Regions from separate parts of the Pan troglodytes genome. Here regions 2, 3 and 4 are each linked to region 1. The links are chromatin contacts, called in public Hi-C and HiChIP or PLAC-seq maps. All regions are on one chromosome and are shown on one strand. Each heading gives the region's core, a stretch centred on a gene start, on an enhancer-like site or on the middle of the called end of the contact. The rest is flanking DNA. Distances are from core to core; before and after follow the strand shown. Region 1 overlaps AOPEP (aminopeptidase O (putative)). Region 2 overlaps AOPEP (aminopeptidase O (putative)). Region 3 overlaps AOPEP (aminopeptidase O (putative)). Region 4 overlaps AOPEP (aminopeptidase O (putative)).

Evidence for each region. Hi-C and Micro-C count contacts between places; a contact is called where the count stands out from the background. HiChIP or PLAC-seq counts read pairs in DNA pulled down with a chosen protein or histone mark.
Region 2: an H3K4me3 HiChIP or PLAC-seq map of stem cell-derived excitatory neurons shows a contact between it and region 1, with 5 times the contacts expected there. The contact joins two enhancer-like sites. A contact is called at or near these places in 1 of 7 Hi-C or Micro-C datasets (stem cell-derived neural progenitor cells) and 1 of 1 datasets of contacts at active chromatin or transcription factors (stem cell-derived excitatory neurons).
Region 3: a Hi-C map of stem cell-derived neural progenitor cells shows a contact between it and region 1, with 6 times the contacts expected there. The contact joins two enhancer-like sites. A contact is called at or near these places in 2 of 7 Hi-C or Micro-C datasets (blood and stem cell-derived neural progenitor cells) and 1 of 1 datasets of contacts at active chromatin or transcription factors (stem cell-derived excitatory neurons).
Region 4: a contact with region 1 is called in a Hi-C map of stem cell-derived neural progenitor cells, with 6 times the contacts expected there. The contact joins two enhancer-like sites. A contact is called at or near these places in 2 of 7 Hi-C or Micro-C datasets (blood and stem cell-derived neural progenitor cells).

Annotation. Positions count from the first base shown.
Region 1 is chr11:43,498,219-43,502,003 of NHGRI_mPanTro3-v2.0_pri, reverse strand. It overlaps AOPEP (aminopeptidase O (putative)), which reads left to right. Exons shown (of 16, transcript XM_016961205.3): 12 at 2,771-2,833; 13 at 3,155-3,229. Among named protein-coding and RNA genes, the nearest start is that of MIR23B, 82 kb to the right of the region's middle. Within about 2 kb of position 2,048, at least 16 of the 24 cell types and tissues checked have an H3K27ac peak or open chromatin away from gene starts, as enhancers often do. A contact at or near this core is called in stem cell-derived excitatory neurons and stem cell-derived neural progenitor cells, where this site is marked.
Region 2 is chr11:43,702,582-43,706,110 of NHGRI_mPanTro3-v2.0_pri, reverse strand. AOPEP (aminopeptidase O (putative)) reads left to right here. Exons shown (of 16, transcript XM_016961205.3): 5 at 926-1,171. Among named protein-coding and RNA genes, the nearest start is that of AOPEP, 75 kb to the left of the region's middle. Within about 2 kb of position 1,605, at least 7 of the 24 cell types and tissues checked have an H3K27ac peak or open chromatin away from gene starts, as enhancers often do. A contact at or near this core is called in stem cell-derived excitatory neurons and stem cell-derived neural progenitor cells, where this site is marked.
Region 3 is chr11:43,720,457-43,724,059 of NHGRI_mPanTro3-v2.0_pri, reverse strand. The region is part of intron 3 of AOPEP (aminopeptidase O (putative)); the gene reads left to right. Among named protein-coding and RNA genes, the nearest start is that of AOPEP, 57 kb to the left of the region's middle. Within about 2 kb of position 1,714, at least 10 of the 24 cell types and tissues checked have an H3K27ac peak or open chromatin away from gene starts, as enhancers often do. A contact at or near this core is called in stem cell-derived neural progenitor cells, where this site is marked.
Region 4 is chr11:43,633,461-43,637,361 of NHGRI_mPanTro3-v2.0_pri, reverse strand. The region is part of intron 5 of AOPEP (aminopeptidase O (putative)); the gene reads left to right. Among named protein-coding and RNA genes, the nearest start is that of AOPEP, 140 kb to the left of the region's middle. Within about 2 kb of position 1,616, at least 9 of the 24 cell types and tissues checked have an H3K27ac peak or open chromatin away from gene starts, as enhancers often do. A contact at or near this core is called in stem cell-derived neural progenitor cells, where this site is marked.

The DNA.
Region 1 (3,785 bases), core at 799-3,298:
TTCTTCTTGGGGCATAAAATCCAGCTGGGGAGAGAGACGTTCAGTACATTTTTAAAAGAGCTATAATAACTGAACATCACAGAGTGAGCCCTAATGTAAATTTGACTTTAGTGAATAATAATGTATCAATATTGGTTCCTCAGTTATAATAAATATACTAATGCAATATGTTAAATATGGGGAAGCTGGTGAGTGGGTACAAATATGGGAACTCTGCTTTCTGCTCAGTTTTTCTATAAACTTAAAACTGCTCTAAGAATCATTCTAAAGGAAATAAACAGAATGTTATTAGAAATTATAGTGGAGTGACATAATTTGGACTGGGGAGTAAGGAAAGACCTTTCTGCAAAAGCGCTGCTTAAACCCAGAACTAGAGGATAAGTGGGCTACCATGCAAAGAAGAGATGGAAAAGCATTCTCAGTGAAGCAAAGTGGTATCATTTGAATTACCTTTGGACGTACCATTCTGGCTTCTCTGTGGAGGATGGATTCTGGGATGGCAATTGGGAGGAGAGTTGGGGGACAAAGGACAAACAAGGAGACAAGAGGCAATTAGGATGGGTCACAGCTTTTGCTTCCTACTTAGCAAAATCCTAGAAGAGCAGAGTGACAGTAGGCTGTTTCCTTTGTTCAGCTCATGCCGGAAACCGTTAGGTTATCCATGATCTGGGTGCTAGGAAGAAAGGAGACTGTGTCAGTAGCAGAGCAAGACAGGGTTTCCAGGTCTCAGTTTCTAAGATCTTTCCAGTGGTTCAATGGGATTTATAGAATTAAGAATGTGTGTGTGCGTGTGTGACTGCAACCAGTTAAAAACTGCAAAGGGAAAAAACTTTTCAAATAACTAGTACCTAGCTGTTAACAACAGCTTTCATATAAGTCTGTAAGATTTAATTTGCAATAGTTGTCTTTATTCCTGTTACTGGACTATTGGAATTTATTTTGGATTTTGTTTCTTCCAAGACTGTATGTTGAAAAACTGTATTTAAGCAGAGCACTGTTTTAGTACATCAATATTGAATGGCTCATATCAGAGTTTCTGGGGATCGTGAACTCCCAAGGAAAAAAATTCTAGTGGGTAAAAGGAAGTGCCTGCCAAGATAGATTTCTATTGATTGTGGAACTGTTATTAGCAGCATAAAAGGTTGAAGAGTTTAAAGTTCTCTTTCCCTTTAAAATTAAGCAGCTCAGAGTAATCCACTTCACCATTTATAATTATTTACCTGCCTATGTGCAAGATTTCCAAACCATTAACTATTTATATATATTTCCTTTACAGTAAAAAATTGTATATGATGGCTGTACAGTCTATACTAAAAGATATAATAACACATTGAAAAATCTCTAGCAAATGAGCACACATTTCGTAGCACTTAGCTATTATAATAATGACACAAAATGGTTAACACGTCTATTTATATTGCTCTCTAGATTTCAACTTTTTTGTATTCCTGGAAACAGTAAGAATCCCTCATTTGAGCAGACTTGTTGTTTGTTTTAGGAAATAGACATACATCATCCGTGTAATTTTAAGTAGTCCAGTTATGAATATGGAATGAAGGGATAAATTCCTGATGTCGCCATTAAGCTCCTCTGTGTAAAATACTCCATGGCAAAGTTGCTGCTATTTAAAGTAGTGAGTTTGATCTTGGCTTTGATCTAAACCTTTTGATCTTGAAAGAAGGATGGAGTAGCAATAAAGAGAGGGCAAGACAGATTTTCTTTAAAGAAATGTGATAAAGTTAAAGGGATGGTCAAGACCCAGCAAGCAACAGGACAACCCGACTCTCCGCCCCGGCCCGCCCTCACCGGCAGGCGGGTTCCAGCAACTGCTGATGCGGATGAGAAGGCCTTTGGCGGGTGGAGGAAAATCTTGGGGTATCGCACATTTTTATAAAGTAAGTGTAAACTTTCTCCCTAATTATGAAAACAGATTGACCCCTTCTTTTTAAATTCTACCCAGTGGTTCTGGGGGTCCACGGCAGTCTGAGGGCTGCGGGTCCACACTCGCGGGAGCGCGGGGCTGGGTTTCTCTGCGCCCTGGCCTCGCCCCCTGGGAGGTCACCTGCCGCTGCCCGGAGCCCCGAGGGGCCACTGGGAAACGTCTACTCGACGGCGTAGAACCCGGTCCCGGAGAAAACTCCACTAGGAAAGTTACTTTCCCTACGCGAAAGCCACCGGGACCAGGTTTCCGACTCCAGGAGCGCGCTAGGCTGGCTACGGGCGGGGTTCCTTCCCCGCCACCGCTCCCTCCAGCCTGCGGCGGGCGGCGCGGGCCCCTCTCGCTGCCGGGAAGCCGCTCGCAGGGCGCGGAGCCGGGGGAGGGGTGGCGGGGGCAAGGTGCGCGGGGGCGCGGGGCGGCCGGAGCCCGGGGAGGGGTGGCGGGGGCAAGGTGCGCGGGGGCGCGGGGGCGCGGGGCGGCCGGAGCCCGGGAGCGGGAGCACGCCGTTCGTGGGGAGAACAATACAATGCCGGCGCGGGCGGGAGGGCGACCTGCGGGAGGCGGCGCGGCCGCTATACCTTTAAGGCAGGCCCCGCCCCCGCTCGGTGCCCGCCCGCCCGCGCCGCCGCCCAGGCCCCGCGCCCGCCGCCCGCGCCGCGCCTGAGGTGATGCGGACCCCGGGCGGGCGCAGGGCGCGGGCTCCCGCGCCGCCGCTGCGTCCTCCCCGGCCGCGGGCGAGGTACGGGGCGGGCACGCCGAGTTAGCGGGCGCGGGGCAGGGAGGCCGGGGCCGCTCCCGCGGTAAACTTGACTGTGTCTTCTTCCCCCGCAGCCGCTGCAGAGGGAGCGTCGCGCCGGGGCGGAGTGCGGGCTCGCGCGGCAAGTGCGCGCCGAGGTGAGTGCGGGCGGCGCGGTCCCTGCGCCCCGGTGGCGCCGACGCGAGACCGCGGCTGGCGAGAGGCCCTGGCTCTGCGCTGCGGCGCGCGGGCGCGGGGACTACCCGCCAGGCTCCGGCTCGGGCGCGGGGAGCGGCCGTGACGAACGTCGCGGCCCCTGCGCTGAGGCGCCCGGCGAGTTCCGCGGGCGGGCGCGGGTGGCCTCCCGAGGTGCGGGGAAGACCAGGTCGCGAGGCCGGGGGTCTCTGCTTTCTCGCGCTGGGGGACGGCCGTCAGGACCCTGTCGCCTTGTTTGAAATGCTGTGGTTTTTGAACCTCAGGTCACGAAATGGATTCGAGTGAACCGGAGACCCCGAAAACGGAAGCGCAGGGAGAAGGAAGAGGTGTTTGAAAAGGTAGGGGTTCCCGAGACGGTACTCGGTGCAGGTCTTGGTAAATCCGCTTCTGCCCCGTGAGGACCTGGTCATGACAATAGAGTAGCGTTTAATTTAAAAAGTTTTTGTTATAATAAACCATAGATTTAATATATGGGGAAATTCTACAGAAATATTGGTCGATAAGGCTAATGATCATTTATATAGTCTCATTAGGAGAGAGTAGCCCATGAAATTTGTTTCATGCTCATTAAATACAGCAATCGGACTTAAGTGGGTTCCATTATTATTTTAGATCAGCAGTGTTTATTATCTCAGTGTTAAGGTACCTCTGAAAAATGAAAAGTGTTCCGAATAAATCGCCCACAGTATTAGGTTTCCATGCTGTACTTTCTCTCACCTAGACTTTAAATTGGAGTCATCTAAGAAATGGAGAGAGAAGAAGAAAGAAGTGGATTACTTTTAAAACACTAGGAGGAATTTTATTTGCTGTAAAGTAAATGAGAAATTTGTTTGCCCAAGTTTAGAATTTCAGTATGTTACTTTGCAGAAGTTTGGACTGCCTGTCTTTTGATTT
Region 2 (3,529 bases), core at 356-2,855, 200 kb before region 1:
TGCCACTGCCCTCTAGCTTGGAAGACAGAGCTAGATTCCATCTCAAAAAAAAAAATAATAAAATAAATAATGATTAGAGGGGTTTTTCATTGTGTTTGAATAAAAGACATATTAGCAGGTGAAAAAATTGAGTACTGTTGGATGTAGGTTTGAGTAGATAAGTTCTCTTGAGTCCTGTGAGTCAGGTTCTAGGAATTCTCTTTCAGTTCCGCCTTTGATGGAATAACTGGCAGTGGTCAGATGAAGCAGGCTGGGGTCTGATCTGTTTCCTTAAAAGGCTGGCTCAGTTAAATTTGTTCTGAAAGTGGGTTGGGAAAAATACTGTATCAAAAGTGCCTCTGTATTCCTTAATAACAGCTTTTGATGGGCTGTGTAAAGAACTATTCAGTAAAATGGTTTGTGTTCTTTCGAGGAGTTTGAGCCTGTAACTTTCATTTGGTTCATGGTTCTCCCTCAGTCCAAGTCTTTTATTCTAGGTAATCCCAGAATTGGATCTTTAATTTGTGTGTACTGCTCCTTCCTTTCTGAGTTATGAATTGTCTCTAATTTGGAGATTGTTCATATGGTGATACTTGAAAACATCTAACCGAGGGCAGGAACTGTTTGTATTTTGGTGAGAAGTTTTATTGTTTGGAGTCTTTACAGGTCCCCCCACAACAAAGTTTATTCTAAAACAAGATTTTACTGCTTTCTCTTATCTTAGATTGAAGCTAGTGTGTTGATTCAAACACATGAATACGTTTTTGTCCTGTAAATTTTCACTGCTGCACAGAGCCAGTCAAGCCAAGAATTGAAATGAACAGTCTTTGCTTGTGAGTCTGTCTGAACCTCTGTCTCCTAAAAGTTGTCTACATCTGCAAGATTGCCTCACCTCCACAGCAAGAATAATAAACATGTTTTACCATTTATTTTGTGTTATTCCCAGGCATGTTGGTGTTTGCAGTCACATGGAATACCCCTGCCGCTTCCAGAATGCTTCTGCCACCACCCAGGAGATCATTCCTCATCGGGTCTTTGCCCCTGTGTGCCTCACGGGTGCCTGCCAAGAGACCCTTCTGCGGCTGATCCCTCCTTGCCTCTCAGCAGCACATTCTGTTCTGGGAACACACCCGTTCTCTCGGCTGGATGTTCTCATCGTCCCTGCCAACTTTCCAAGTCTGGGGATGGCCAGGTATGTTGTTCCATTGTGGCACTTGGGGTACATGCATTTTGGAAATTCTTTGACTATGTCTTGCTTTCCTTGAGCTCTGTCAGAGCTGTCATTTGATTAGAATGGAGGGGCTATGGTTGCTCATGCTTGGACATCTCATTGCTGCCTTGAGGGACAATTTTAATGCAGACTCCCTCATGCACGAGCCTTTGAGTGTCATGGGCTCAGTTCAGACTGTGTTGAAAAGAAAAGGCTCACATTGTTGCTGGGATTGAGAATACATAGTGCCCCCTGAGTGGTGACTGTTGGATCATGGCTGATCAGTGGCTGTTAGCTTGGATGATGACAGCATAATGCTAATGAGCCAAAGGTTATAGCATCAGGCTCTGGGCACAGTAACATGACTTGGTCCCAAGGCCACAGGCTACTCACCTAATCCTGACCAGCTGTCTTGTCCATTCTCACCACCGGTCACAAGGGCAATGACTTGAGAGACCCTGAGTCAGATAGACTGTGGATGGATCAGTGTAAATCTATCCCTACTGCTAGAAAAACAGCCCAAAGCAGATGGCTTACTGTGGGGGTTGGAGGAGGAGTCACGTGCTACTATTTTTTAACAAATGCACTTTTGCTGTTGTGTCCTGGTTTGGTTCCCTGTATTTATTTAAGCTAAAATCTATTAATTAATGCCATTGTTCAGTCATTAATGGGTATCTGTGTTCCACTGAGAAAAGATAGAGAATGTACTTGGTTATATTTCCATTTTAAAATCTTAATCATTAGCAGTGAATATGCTTGACTAAGGATGGGAAAAATAAGCTCATCAAAACATGTGACTTCAAGTTTTTCCCTATTAGTCAAGGAAATTCCTGCTGCCAATTAATTCCCATGCTTTTGAGCAGCTGTCATTTGTGGTGTTTTCCCTGAAAACTGCACACATTCTTAGTAAAACCATGAGCAGAAAAGAACTGACCAGAACATTTGCTTTTGATCTTTACTACATGTATGTACTTTAAAGACTGGCTGGCTTGCCTTAATCCTTGAGGAGGTCTGAGAAAGTCATTTAGACTGATTTTTATCCTATGTTTATGAAGATAATGGGAATGCAGGAACTAGGATAATTATATATATTTGGTTACGTGCTGCATCATATAATTGTCTTGGATGTCTATATATAGAATTTTTCTTAATGGAGGGGGGGCTTCTTTTGTCCCTTTGAAGAGTCTGCTGGCCTTAATTTAAGTAGTAGAGGTGTTGGTGAAAAAAGAGTTGTTCATTAAATGTTTCTTATTTGTACATGGGTTTGAGGGGCCCTATTTACTTGGGAGTTTTTAGCACTTCATGAGAATTGCAGTTTTTTAAGGCATGTTTGCTAGCAGTTCCAAGTTCTGGCCTGAGGGAACCAAAGGCAGAGTATTTTTCATGCACAGGATTCTGTTTTCTATAGCTCCTTCCTGACATCGGTCTGCCAAATACAGAATGAGTTGACCTGCAGGCCATTCTCTAAAGCTTCTCTTTTCAAGTTTGCATGCCCAAGCAGGTAGGCTGTGTGTTTGCTGCTTTTTGCGATATTTGAAGTGATTTAAACATGCTTAACTCTGTATTTTTAGAGTGGCAAGCCTGAGTACCATAAGACCAAATGGTCCTGGGCACAAATTTTGAAAAATATGGTGGTGATCATAACTTAGCAACAACAAGACTGCTTTTATGCTTAAAAGCAGGAGAACTGTATATTCAAAATTTGTGGTTGGTTGTCAAATACCATTTTTTTCCCTTCCTTTTAGACTGTGGAAGTAAAGTCTGCCCAGGTCTAGATGTTTTTCTGGACTTATTACCATTCCCTGGATGAGAGCTGTGGAAGGGGGATTGTGGTCTCTTCCACTGCCAGGTGGGGTGGGGAAGGGAGGTGCTCTGTTTTTCCAAACTCTGGCTTCAATTGATTCTGCTTGCTTGGCTTGACTGTGTCGGGATCCCAACACCTTGGGCCACATGCAGCTGAGTGGGGTTTATGACTCAGCTGGCTACTGGGGCCCTGCTGCTTTATTTATGGTCGAGGCTTTGCTTGAGGTTTTATAAAGCAAAGCTAGAACAAAAACGATGGTTTTGTAAGTCAACTTCATACCCTAAACAGGAATAGAGAAACCTCAAGGCTAGGAGGAGTCATCCAAAAAGACCTCCATACTGAAACCTGCCATTGTCCTCTTAGTTATAATATGCTGAGAGATCAAAGGACTTCTTGGTAAATTAAATGGCTCCTTCCCGAGTCCATATTTTATAAACATGTATGCAAGATCGTAAATTCCATACCTCTGGACTTCTTTAGTGATTAGGTCTTAATTATAATGAATACCATTTTATACCATTTCAGTATTCTTTTTT
Region 3 (3,603 bases), core at 465-2,964, 220 kb before region 1:
TTCTTCTAGTAATTTTTTGTTCAGTTTTATTTTTTTTAATTAATTTTTTTTTTGAGACAGAGTCTCATTCTGTCGCCCAGGCTGGAGTGCAGTGGCACGATCTCCGCTCACTGCAACTCCGCCTCCCGGGTTCACGCCATTCTCCTGCCTCAGCCTCCCGAGTAGCTGGGACTATAGGCACCCGCCACCACGCCTGGCTAATTTTTTGTATTTTTAGCAGAGACGGGGTTTCACCGTGTTAGCCAGGATGGTCTCTATTTCGTGATCTTGTGATCCGCCCGCCTTGGCCTCCCAAAGTGCTGGGATTATAGGCGTGAAAGTTTTATTTTTATAGAGTCTTATTTAGTATATCCCTGCTTCCTAGAAAAATAAAATACTCTGAGGGCTGGGTGCCGTGGCTCACACCTGTAATCCCAGCACTTTGGGATGCCGAGGCGGGCGGATCACAAAGTCAGGAGATCGAGACCATCCTGGCTAACACAGTGAAATGCCGTCTCTACTAAAAATACAAAAAAAATTAGCCGGGCGTGGTGGCAGGCGCGTGTAATCCCAGCTACTTGGGCTGAGGCAGGAGAATTGCTTGAACCCGGGAGGCGGAGTTTGCAGTGAGCCAAGATCGTGCCACTGCACTCCAGCCTGGGTGACAGAGTGAGACTCCGTCTCAAAAAAAAACCAAACAAAAAAAGAAAAAGAAAATACTCTGCTTCTGTTTTTTGTGGGAAGCCTCAAGTAAATGAAGAAGACTGCCTAATGGAAGCTCCTTCCAGATGAAGGAGAAAAAGCATATGAACGAGTGAAAGGTGTTAAAAACTACATGTGCCCTTGCATAGGATCTGATTTCATTTTTTTGTGCAAAAGTAAGACTGTAGACATTACTTCATTCTGGGCAAAATGCTACTCTCTGGCCTGCTCAATAGACTAGCTCTCTGACATTCTCTTTCTTTTGACTTTGTGTGGGAAATTCCAGGAAAAAGCCAAGATCTGAGAGTCCAGACCCTCCTGTATGCAACTGAAAGCCAACTTTTCAAATGAGCAGTACTATTTAGACTGCTCCCATAGTATGCAACCAGGAATTACGTATGAGGAAATGGTAAATTAAGAGGCATTTAGGAATGGTTATGATTAAGTATTTTCCTCACAAAGAAAGAATGCAAAGTAGAGAAAGCTCCTTGTTTCTAGAACTAGGGAAACTTTATTCCATGCCAGTACACATACATTCCTATGTTTTTAAGGGTAAACGTATTCATCTTTTCCCATTAGAAAGATGCCGGTGAGCCAGTAATTTCTAAATCTGTGTCAGTTAATTCTTTTGTTTTGTGATTTGTTGTTGACTAGTTCTTGCTTACCCTCCTGGCACTGCGCTTACTGTACACGACATATGTGAAAGTCATCATGGTTTCTTTCAGACATTGATGATTCTGGCAGGCATGTATATACCAGTTCTCATTGCTGTGGATTTTTGTCTTGGACTTGACATGAATGTTCCATGTGAGTAAAGCACTCAAGTTTACCTGTGACCACCTGGAGCAGTATGATTTTGTGTCAAATTAGCTGATCCAGCTTAAGGGGAACTGGGTCACCTGCATTGAAGGTCAGAGTGGCCGGTGAGACTTGAATAACAAGCCTGGTGGGGCATATTCCTTTAGGTATCCCGTTAGCCAACAAGGAAAACCTATAGAGGCGCTTGTGTTCAGCAGATGGCGCTCTTTTACCTAGTTTACAAGAATGATCTTGAAGGTCATTTCTCTTGCCTCTCCTGTGCCTGAGGCGGTACCATGTTGCAGGCAAGGAAAACCGAAGCCTTGCTGGGTAGCATCAGTGCTTGCAAAGTGGTGGCCTGACCTGGCACATCGCCCTGGTTAGGCAATGCTGGTGCCCAGGGCGTCTTACTGTCTCGTTTGTTCTGGTGCCAGTTACAACCCTTGAGCAACTGCGGAGAAGAACTAACAAGAGACAGTCACGCTATGGGTATTCACCAGGGTGGCACTCACTTAGAAAACCGGAAGGTGTAGACGCGGCATCTGCAAAGTCCTGACAGAAAGCTAGAGTTTGCTGAAAGACCCAAGCAGTGGAGAAGGAGGCCAGGAGGGGAAGAGCAGCCAAAATGGGGAGCTCTCTCTCCTTTTCGTGAATGTATTATATTTATTGTACAGATGTATGTATATTATATATTTAAAATATATGATATATACATTCTCTATAGTATGTCTGTATACACTTATAAGTGTACATGTTTCTGAATATACATATTCCTGTAAACATTGTTAGGCATCTTTAATTTGTGATACAAAGATGTTCCAAAGTAATCATAACATATATAATAGTTTGGATAGGAATTGCTGAAATAAGGAATTGTGGTTAGAGAAAGAAACAATTTTGAGGTAGCAAAGTAGCAGGGGCTACTGAAGGATTGAGGAAAGAAAGATTATATGTTAAATAAAAGCACGTATCAATTTGATATTTCCGAATGCTTCATGCTGTTTGTCTAACCTATAGTGGAGAGGTTGAAAAAGTAAAATGGATGGTTTTCATAGGAAGAATTTAAGTGCCTGTTTTAATTTGCAGTGAAAACAATAACTCTTTAATATGAGAAGTTCCATGAGATGCTTAACTTGGCAGAGCTATGATCTAACTTAGCCTCTGCACAAGCAGAGTGGTTATGTGTGTGTGGTTATAGCTGTGCTTTTAATTATATTAAGTGAGTTTATCCAAGACTCACCTACGAATAGGACACTGACTTTTCATAAATTTCTTATTTAATTTACTATTGGTAGGCATGACTGATGTGTAAAAATGACTACTATATCTTGATTTTTCTTCTCTTAAAATTTTTTATGAAAAATAATTATCTCAGCTAAGTTTCTCACAGGTTTAGTATAAAAAGTTCTCTCTCCTCTCATGAACTGACTACTCCTTCATGTTCTTCCTTTTTCCCTCTTCACTGAGAATTATTCTTCCTCCTGTGGAAAATAGAATCTTCAAAACTATTCACAGGACAGTTTTTAGAAGTCATTGAAAAAATAATTAAGATAACTGTTTTAACACTCTTTATTATGATACTTATTTTCAAAATTAAATTTTATTTATTTTTATTTTTATTTTGGAGATGGAGTTTCACTCTGTCGCCCAGGCTGGAGTACAGTGGTGCAATCTTGGCCCACTGCAACCTCTGCCTCTTGGGTTCAAGTGATTCTCCTGCTTCAGCCTCCTGAGTAGCTAGGATTACAGGTGCCCACCACCATGCCTGGCTAATTTTTGCATTTTTAGTAGAGACAGGGTTTCACCCATGTTGGCCAGGCTGGTCTTGAACTCTGGACCTCAGGTGATCCTCTCGCCTTGGCCTCCCAAAGTGCTGGGATTACCGACGTGAGTCACTGTGCCTGGCCCAAAACTATATTTTATTTTATTTTATTTTTTTTGAGACGGAGTTTAGCTCTTGTTGCCCAGGCTGAAGTGCAATGGCACGATCTCAGCACACTGCAACCTCCGCCTCCCGGGGTTCAAGTGATTCTCCAGCCTCAGCCTCCTGAGTAGCTGGGATTACAGGCGTGTGCCACTATGCCCGGCTAATTTTGTAGTTTTAGTAGAGATGGGGTTTCCGCT
Region 4 (3,901 bases), core at 367-2,866, 140 kb before region 1:
AAAACAGACAGATGTTGGAACTCTTATGTAAAAATCTATTCTAAACAATCTGGGCTACTGCTAGACAGGAATGCCAAACATTTCCAACCGCAAATTATACTTGATAATAACCACCTTGATAGCAGAAAGCAGCAGACCCCTGTTCCATGACATGATCTAGAGGAAGGTAACAGGTCTTTGGCATTTTAACTCAGATTTGCTACATTTACAGAGATGAGGGCCATTGCCAATGGCATCATTGTGAAAATTAGAAACTATTAATTTACGTACAGAAATTCTCCGAACACAAAAGTCTTTATTCTCTTTTTCCATGTAACCAGACCGTAGCAAGGAGTCACTGACTGGGAAGCAGGAGTCGGCCTGAAGCCAGGAGGGCCGAGCACACAAAGAGCCATGTGGCTCAAGGGGGAAATGGACATGCGTGCCCTTTTCAAGTTTCTGAAATCAGTGTATTTCTGAAGAATCATTTAAATAAGCTCACCAGCGTGTTTTATTTTGTGAAATGTGGGGCATGCCGGTTATGAAATGGGAACTCTGAAATGTGATACATCCATCTTAACCAGCTCAGGGTTTATTCAATTCTTCCAGCCCTAATCCTATTAACTCTCATGCACAAAGGAAATACAGGACTCCTCTCTGATGATTCTATCCAGGCCTCCTGGCATTTGGAAACCAAACTTTAAATTTTACAAATGATGTCTACTAGTTCATTAAAAACTAATCATAATAATGTTTTTAATAAACTAATAGGCTTTACATGTAAAATCTAAAATTTGAAGGTAGCTTCAAGCATCAAGGAAGCTACCTTTCAAAATTTTAGATTGTTTACTTTAAGAAAAGGCATTAGAAGAGATTGATGATTTCAATCAGTATATAGAATTGGAGGATTTTTAAAAAAACAATTTATTTGAATATGGAAATTTTTGGTGTGAAGTACATCAAATATAAGTCTTTTTCAAACCAAATCTTTGGTTTTACAAATAAAGCTTATTGGTTGATTAAAAATACAGCCAGCATCAATGTAACCAGTGTTCAAATTGGATTTTTTAGACTGTTTACTTAAGGGATTTTGAAGAGTTTGGTGACTCATAATCAGTTTATAAAATGTGAGGATTTTTTAATAGCAGCCTTATTTAAAATAAGTCAAAATGTTGGTGTGAAATGCATGAAACTTATTTCTGGCTGTATGTCATTTGGACATAAATCTAACCCAGCAAAATTCCAAGATCTAATTATGATGCTATGGGAAGCTAATCTCATTGCAGTGAAGATGAGCTAATGACACATTAGTCCATATTGTATTATATACTTTTCAGTCTGCTGCCTGCTATTTTGATTAAATTTACTTCCTACCATTCAGATTTGAAACAGCAAAGCCTTTCTGTTATTACCTATCAAGTTTATAAAGCCTTTCTCTGAAATTTTGAAGTGTTTTAGATTTCCATCACTTACAAAATTTTATACAATGCTTAATGTAAAATCACAGAAGATTTGCATTTATCCCCTTTCTGTTTAGAAGTACTTGCTATTTCCAGGTACCAGGCTGTAGTCAGCACGGCCCACTCTCGGCCGAGGTGGCCTGGAATGTCTAGTCATTTCAGTTTACATAACAGTTTCTCTGGCCTGTTTGCTTTCAGAGGTCACTTCAGTGTCAGCCTCAGCAGTCCACGTATAAGTCTGCCTGTTCCACATGATTCACAGAGGGAAAGAAAATACTGTATCTGAGGCATTCTTCCTACTTTGCGTAGCCCATATTATTTGAATGTACATTAAAACAGTGATAACATTCACCTCATACACTGAAGAGTAGATTTGTTTTTCTTTCTGATTTCTTATTCTGTCAGACTCTTTTCCTGACTGGAAGACACCTAGTTTTCTAGCCAGGATAGCTGAATGCTCCCTTTGCAAACACCTTGGCCTGAAGTTAGAATGAAACTGTGGTCAGCACCCCTTATCATTCTTCAGAAAGTCTTCCCAGCCCTGATAGGATCTGTTCTGATTCGGAATATCAGGGAACATTTCTTGGTGAATAAACCTGGCTTCTTATATACTGGTGCAGTCACTTCCCTGTAACGAGGTAATTTAAGCCAGTTGCCTTTCATTTCAACCATGTCAAAGTATCAAATAAAGCTATAACTTCAGACCAGCCAGGAAAATGAGAGGCCGGACAGAGTAACATGTTTATAATATAAATCCTTCCTGTTTTCTCAACCCATGCTCCCCTGGCTGTTTTCCATTCTGACAGAACACTCTGGAGATTTGCCTACAGACAGTGACCACCAATTTAAAGATTTGTTGATGACTAAGAAAAATTCCAAAGCTGCAAATGAACGAATCCAATGCTGACTAAAACAACTGACCAAAATTACTAATTCCTAGGCTGCTTTAGCACGAATGGTCATAACAACTGGGATAGCAGGCCTGTGTCACTCATTCCCTAGTAAAGCAGCTTGGAGGCCACAGGTGACTTCCTCTTCTTTCCAGACTGAGATGTACCAGAAATAGTGCAGTTCACCAGTTTGGGGAAGGCAGTTGTCTGGGAGTAACCATACCTGCAAATCACTTGATCTGAAGGACTGTGCTTGCTGACTTGAGAACATCTATTTTCTTCAATTTTAGATGTAACACGGCTACCTTGTACTCACTTTGAGTCTCACCGAATTCCCGTGCATTGAGGGTCCACTGGAATTCTTTGTTCATGGGCATTTTGACTGCTAGTATGGATGAGGTGGTGAGAAATGGTGGCAGACACACATAATTTGTGTGTCCCATATTTTCATTTTGCACCAAGCTTCTTTGCTCCCATGCATGCTCCATTGCTGCATCAGATTTCACTTACAAAGTGTAGGTCCAAAGATAACATTAACAGGAGTTTCAAGACAGTGACAGCAGATCATTAAACCAAGTGTGGGATGAGTGGGGCCTTGTGACTACACAGGCCAATGCAGTGGAAGCTCCCTATGTTACCTTCCCTGATTTCATTCCTTTCTCTGCCCCTCTCCCAGCAACCACTATAATTTTCTATTCTCATGTGTATCTTTATTATTTTACTTCATGTGTATTCGGAATGTATTTAGTATTGCTTGCCATATTTTAAAACTTAATGTGGACAGTGTCATTAGGAACCTGCAGCTTGTTTTTTCCTCTCAAAACGTTTACTGTGTGTTTTTGGCCAGGCATGGGGGCTCTCGCCTGTAATCCCAGCACTTTGGGAGGCCAATGCAGGTGGATCACTTGAGGTCAGGAGTTCGAGACCAGCCTGGCCAGCATGGTGAAACCCCTTTTCTACTAAAAATACAAAAATTAGCTGGGCATGGTGGTGTGTACCTGTAATCCCAGCTACTTGGGAGGCTGAGGCAAGAGAATCCCTGGAACCTGGGAGGCAGAGGCTGCAGTGAGCCAAGACTGCGCCACTTCACTCAAACCTGGGTGACAGAGCAAGACTCCGTCTCAAAAAATAAAAATAAAAAATAAATAAAAATAAAGACATTTGCTGTATGTTTTAAAAATTTGTCCATGTTGCTGTGGCAATAGCCTTTGTGTCCAGTTTAATTTTATGTGTCTGAAGTTCCAAGTTTTTGATCCTTTAAGTTGTTGACTGTTAGTGAATGCCCTATTTCTAGCTTGGGTGGGGTGCATGTAGTGATTAGCTTTTGAGGCTGTATTTAACCAAAAATTTGTTTGGAGACTTGAGTCATCAACCCTTATCTGTTGTATTGAGTTTCCACTCAGCCCATTGTCTGGGCAGAATGTGGGCTGGAAAAGTTTACTAGTGTCTCTTGGCAATCAATTGCTGTGGGATGGCACAGCCCACATAGAATGGGGTTGGTAATGTTTTTTGGGTTAGACCATTTACCTTCAAATGAAATTGAATTAGTGTAAAAGGAAGCCTGTAGAAATA